Linked DNA regions of Mus musculus: region 1 is linked to region 2. The links are chromatin contacts, called in public HiChIP or PLAC-seq maps. All regions are on one chromosome and are shown on one strand. The core of a region is the stretch at or near the end of the contact, and the rest is flanking DNA. Distances in the headings are between cores, read along the strand shown. Region 1 has its middle 15 kb from the start of Gm46430. Region 2 has its middle 14 kb from the start of Gm41004.

The links. HiChIP or PLAC-seq counts read pairs in DNA pulled down with a chosen protein or histone mark.
Region 1: an H3K4me3 HiChIP or PLAC-seq map of embryonic stem cells shows a contact between it and region 2, with 2.4 times the contacts expected there. The contact joins two enhancer-like sites. A contact is called at or near these places in 3 of 115 datasets of contacts at active chromatin or transcription factors (bone marrow-derived macrophages, embryonic stem cells and stem cell-derived neural progenitor cells) and 1 of 9 other capture datasets (liver).

The regions. Positions count from the first base shown.
Region 1 is chr13:74,600,712-74,603,411 of GRCm38.p6, forward strand. No RefSeq gene overlaps it. Among named protein-coding and RNA genes, the nearest start is that of Gm46430, 15 kb to the right of the region's middle. Within about 2 kb of position 1,265, at least 6 of the 459 cell types and tissues checked have an H3K27ac peak or open chromatin away from gene starts, as enhancers often do. A contact at or near this core is called in embryonic stem cells, where this site is marked.
Region 2 is chr13:74,429,355-74,432,140 of GRCm38.p6, forward strand. No RefSeq gene overlaps it. Among named protein-coding and RNA genes, the nearest start is that of Gm41004, 14 kb to the left of the region's middle. Within about 2 kb of position 1,482, at least 2 of the 459 cell types and tissues checked have an H3K27ac peak or open chromatin away from gene starts, as enhancers often do. A contact at or near this core is called in embryonic stem cells, where this site is marked.

The DNA.
Region 1 (2,700 bases), core at 15-2,514, 170 kb after region 2:
TGTGCGCAGAGCAGTTTCCCAATAATCCAGCATTTTAATACACTCCAATCTAGTTTGATAGCGAAGAAATAACCTATGAGTCAAGATATCAAATAATAAAATGAAAAAGACAAGGTAACTAAAATGGTTGGATCACATAGGAAGGGCAGCTGGGAGAAGGACAGACCAACCTCTGGGCTTAGAGGGAGGATAGGCCAGTCAGGCATACCTTGTAATGGGTAGGAGCTGAGGAATGTCAGGGAGAACCTGAGAACCAGGTTTGTTTTCAATTGTTAAATAGCACCTCAGCCCTTTGTCCTAGTGTTTGAGACTTAGCACTAGAAAAAATGAGAAAGTTGAAATGATTTAATTTTAATTCCCAAAATCATTTTAAATGTTTAAAGAGGCTTTATGGTTGGGTATTGTTCAGGGTCTAGACATATGTATTAGAGGACACCAAATATTATCCATACCTTTCTCTCAGGTTGTGCATTTTCAGACAAAAAAGCAACAGTCTGTGTTATAAGCAGCCACAGCAGGTTGTCCAGATCTTGGGTGTTGTTTTAGAAGGGTAATATAAACCCCAATTGTTTCCATTTTGAGGACCAGGCCTGAGTCCACGCTGGAAGATACCAACTACAAGAACAGACCATAAGTCTCAGAAACTAGGTATTCAGACACCAGCTCTAGAAGCAGACCATAAAATCCAGCACAAGATCATAAAACCCTCTCCCGAAGTACAGCCTGGGGATAACCACAAAAACGGAGAAATGTCTTATCTCAGAATGGGCCATCTGTAGCCCTATTTCATCACATGGTTCAATGTTCATGACATAGGAATGCAGGCCGCTGACCCGCTAGAGCCCACCAATGCAATTTTAGATTACCTAATCTTCCTAGAGAGTCTCCTGGTTTATGTGGGGTCCTCATTCTAGAGAATGATTAAGTCCTTGAGTCCTTAAATCCTTGAATGCTATTGTGTTTTTCAGAATAAACATTCTTTGGTTTTGCATACTAAGTCTGGGGCCTTCCTTCAGAGATTTTGCAGACCATTACATTTAGTGCATTGGCAGGGAATCGAAGGGGTCCCTCTTGACTTGATAGTAGAGAGGGTTGTTATTGTTGTTGAGAGCAATGGACTCTCCTAGCAATGGGCAAGTCAGGGTGTGTCTGAGTTTGCTGTGTGTATCTTGACTTTGTCAAGTTCTGAGTAGCCTTTTGTCTTGCTCTCTGTGGGGTGATTTCTTTTGTCTTCACAACCTGAAGGCCAAAGGAGGTAGGGCAGTCAAGCTGGTAACTTCCTCCTGGCCTTGGGGATGAGAGGTGCTCTCCAGCTCCCTTCAGATGCAGTTGCAGAGAGCTCCATTCTGACACAGGTTCTGATGGAAGCTATCAGGTTCTTCCCAGCTGGGAGAGCCCGCTCCAGGGATAGGCTGCCTTCTTGTCTCTGGACTCCTTTCTGTTGGAGTCAGAGAACACCAGTGCAAACACAGGCCGGTTTTTTCCTGGAAAGAATGGCCTGCTTTTAAAGTGGGTTGGCCGGAAGCACACACTTTCCACCTTCCTACTATCTACTTGGTTCAAAGTATTGTGTATGTAAATCCTGGGCACCCTGACCAGGTTCCAAACAACATGGTCTGGCAGTATCTGGTGGAGAGCCCCATAAGTAGCTAAAGCCTTTCCTACCACCTATCCCAATGACCTTACAGTACAAATTGATGGAGCTCTCAAAGAATCTTAAGCCAGCAGTCCAATTCCCTCCAGCTCTGGAGGAAAATTCCTTCCTGGCGCCTTATCATTCTATCCTGGTTCACACCCATCCCTTGTAAATGGCAGATGCTGGTCCAGGCCCTGGGGAAGAGGTTTACATCATTCTAGCCCTCTTCACACAGGTGCCCGCACTACAAGATAGACAGATTCTACCACAATGGCACTGCCCTTTTGAGCAACTGTCCCTCCCACGCCCACCATTTTGGATAGGCAAGGGAAGACAGTACAGGGCACACATCCCCTTTTCCACTACTGATCTATACAAGTGGAATGTGCAGAATCCCAAGTTCAGAGAAACCTGCTACCCTCATAGACATATATTAGACTCTGAACTACATATTGTTTTGTTTTGTTTTTTTGAGACAGGGTTTCTCTGTGTAGCCCTGGCTGTCCTGGAACTCACTCTGTAGACCAGGCTGGCCTCGAACTCTGAAATCCTCCTGCCTCTGCCTCCCAAGTGCTTTGATTAAAGGCGTGCGCCACTCTGAATTACTTTTAAAGAGTTTACTACTCATAGAGCAGAAAATGTTGTTCATAGTGAACACTGTCCTTACTCATATAAGGATAATGAGTATGCGCTTTTAAATATTATATATATATGTACATATACATACATATACGTATAACTATACTGACATAAACAGTTTAATAATTTAAAAAATATTCATAACCACTAAAGTCTTATTTAAAAACAGTATAATAATTTAAAGATCCAGCATGGAGCTTCTTCCCTATTTCTAAATTAAAATGCAACTACCTTCATGCCTATAGATACACTTAAAGTGATCACAGCAAAACTTTTAAAATGATACTAATTCTTTATTAAAAAAAAAAAAAAAGAGGACATGGCTGGCCAGTAGTTTTATCGGGGGAAGAGGTATAACTATTTATGTAATGTGAAATTGTCTCCATACATAATGAGTAAAGCATTTTTATTGTGACTGATTCTAG
Region 2 (2,786 bases), core at 232-2,731:
ATTGATATTTTCCTTCAATTTTTTCAGTTCTAACATATCCACGGGTTGCCATTCAAATTCCTAATAGCCCTGTAGATAATCATCATCTGTTTGGTCCTTGTTGTATATTAACCAGATAGACTAAAGTTTGTTTTCTAATAACCTTTGTTTGGCTTTCTCTAATTTTATCTTCTGTCTCTAAACTGAGTATTTTCCTTAATTGAAATTTTAAATTCCCCCCTTAATGTCTGTGTCCACGCTTCTTATCTCTTCTGTTGTTGCTCTTCCTGTTCCTTGAGTTCCTGTGTTCTCTGTTGAAGGTTCTGCCTCCACATTTTGACTTTTTCTTTATATTGCAATTCTGATAGTCTGCTGTCCATTTTGTTTTGATTGATTCATTTTAAAAGGTTTATTCTCCAAGTCTTGCTCCCAATCATTATTTTCTCTCTGCTGCTCAGTCTGATTTGTGCGCTGCTGCATCCTTGCTTCTAGCATATTTTCCACCTCTAGTCTCCCACCTTCATTTTCATGTTTCTGTCTCTTATTCTGATCTACAATTTCCTGTGTCTTCAATTCTAGTGTTTCCTCTAGGCCACATTGCCACGTCTTAAGCTTCTCTTTCTGTTGTTCATGCTGTTCTATAATTCCTGTGTCTTCTGTTCTAAGCCCTGCTTCTCTTTATGTTGTAATTCTAATATTGCAGCATCTGCCTTATTTTGATTTGCTAGCTTTAGTAAATTATTCACTAGACTTTGTTTCTTTTGCCCAATAAAATCCTCAATCTTTAGTTGTAGTGTTACTTGTAATCTCTTTTCTAAGACAAGGAATTTTTTTCTAAGGTTCTGTTTTTTAGAAGACATAGTAAATTAAGAGAATATGGCAATACCAGTAAATAATAAGGTCTGTATTTCCTTTAAATCCATCCCTGTCAAACCATTCAAAATATCATTACGAAAAGCCCAAAAGATATTTATTGTCTTTTTTTTAAGGATTTATTTATTATATCTAAGTATATGGTAGCTGTCTTCAGGCATAGCAGAAGAGGCCATCAGATCTCATTATGGATGGTTGTTGGGATTTGAACTCAGGACCTTTGGAAGAGCAGTCAGTGCTCTTAACCGCTGAGCATTCTCTCCAGCCCATGTTTCTCATCTTTAAGTATCAATTTATTCCCTTGTCCAGAGCCCTTTGTACCTTTGTATCCTGATTCTTGTATTTACAAGGAGGGGCTGAGTGTAGAAAGACCCGCATCTTCTGTGTCCCTGTTTGGGTTGCAGCTGGCAGTGTGTGCTTGTGTGCTGATCTCAGGCAACCCACAGTGCAAGCAAGCAGTCTGGAGATCCAGTCTGGCTGTCCTAGATATGGAGTGGGGCTTGGGGGGTGGAGGTACAGGGAAGCGAACACAGAAAAGACTCTCCTGGGCAGATGCCCAGATCAGTTCACTGTGTCTGCCTGAAAACTACCTCTCAGGCAGTTGTGTTCCAGCGTCACCTGTCCCTCCTTGCAATTCTTACACAGCACTGCTCAAGCCCAGCTTCAGGCTGGGGTGCTGCCCCTGGCTGTTCTCTGTAGGCCCCTCAAACCCAGTCGGCTTTCAATAAACACTGCTGCAGCCTAGATCACTGCCCAAGCCATATTTGAGGTTGAGGGGCAGTGGTCTTTTATCTCCGGTGAGTTGAGTTCTAATCAATATGTTGGGCACTATTTTGTTGCGGTAAATCTCTAACCCAAATAAGCCCGGATGAAGAAAACACAACTCAATTAATATGAATACAAGCTGCATGCCTATATTGGGCACATCTACCACTACACTACCATCTTCCCCATCTATGAGATCCCTTCTACCTTGCAGTTTCTCCGAGCCACATGCTTCGGCTCCACTTTCCTTCCACCCGCTCCTCCATTGCCCTCTCTTCTCCTCCTTCTCTCTCAACCTTACAGCTCTACCTTCCCTTCTCCTGCCCAGTCACTGGCTCTAGCTTTTATTTTACAAATTAAGGGAGAAGGTTCACAAGAAGTCACCTGAGAGTAATTCCTTGCTTGTTCACACCTCCTCCCAGAAGAACGGAATTAGCATCAAAATACAAGCAACACCAGGGCTATCCACAACAGATATCAACTAAAATTAGTTGAAACAGTGTTGTATGGTTATACTTGAGGTAAATGGCATGTAAATAGTGTATGTATCTGATGCATTTGGACATATTACCTGTATCCATACAACATCATTACCTACAACAAAACCAGGAAACCATGTTCTCTATACATTCTTATTCTACCGTGTTTATATGTGTCTACAGTATACAGAATTCTCATAAAATGACAAAATTGCCAGGAATTCCAGAAATCACCTCCATACATTTTCCATGCACTTGAAATTAATTTTTTAAAAAGATTTATTTATTTATTATATGTAAGTACACTGTAGCTGCCTTCAGACACGACACACCAGAAGAGGGCGTCAGATCTTGTTACGGATGGTTGTGAGCCACCATGTGGTTGCTGGGATTTGAACTCCGGACCTTTGGAAGAGCAGTTGGGTACTCTTACCCACTGAGCCATCTCACCAGCCCCTGAAATTAATTTTTAAGAAGAATCAGAATTCTCATGCTTGTTACAGTTAGATTCATGGTGGCATAAAATATAAAATAACCTAACTTCTCATTAGTAGATGACAAGCTGGGTGCTTCAGGAGGCCACTGAGCTCAATGAACGAAGACAATAGCAATGGATGACAGGTGACTCATTTTCATTTTCTTCTTATCAAATAACCAAGCTTACTTAGATGGTGACCCTTTTATTTTTGC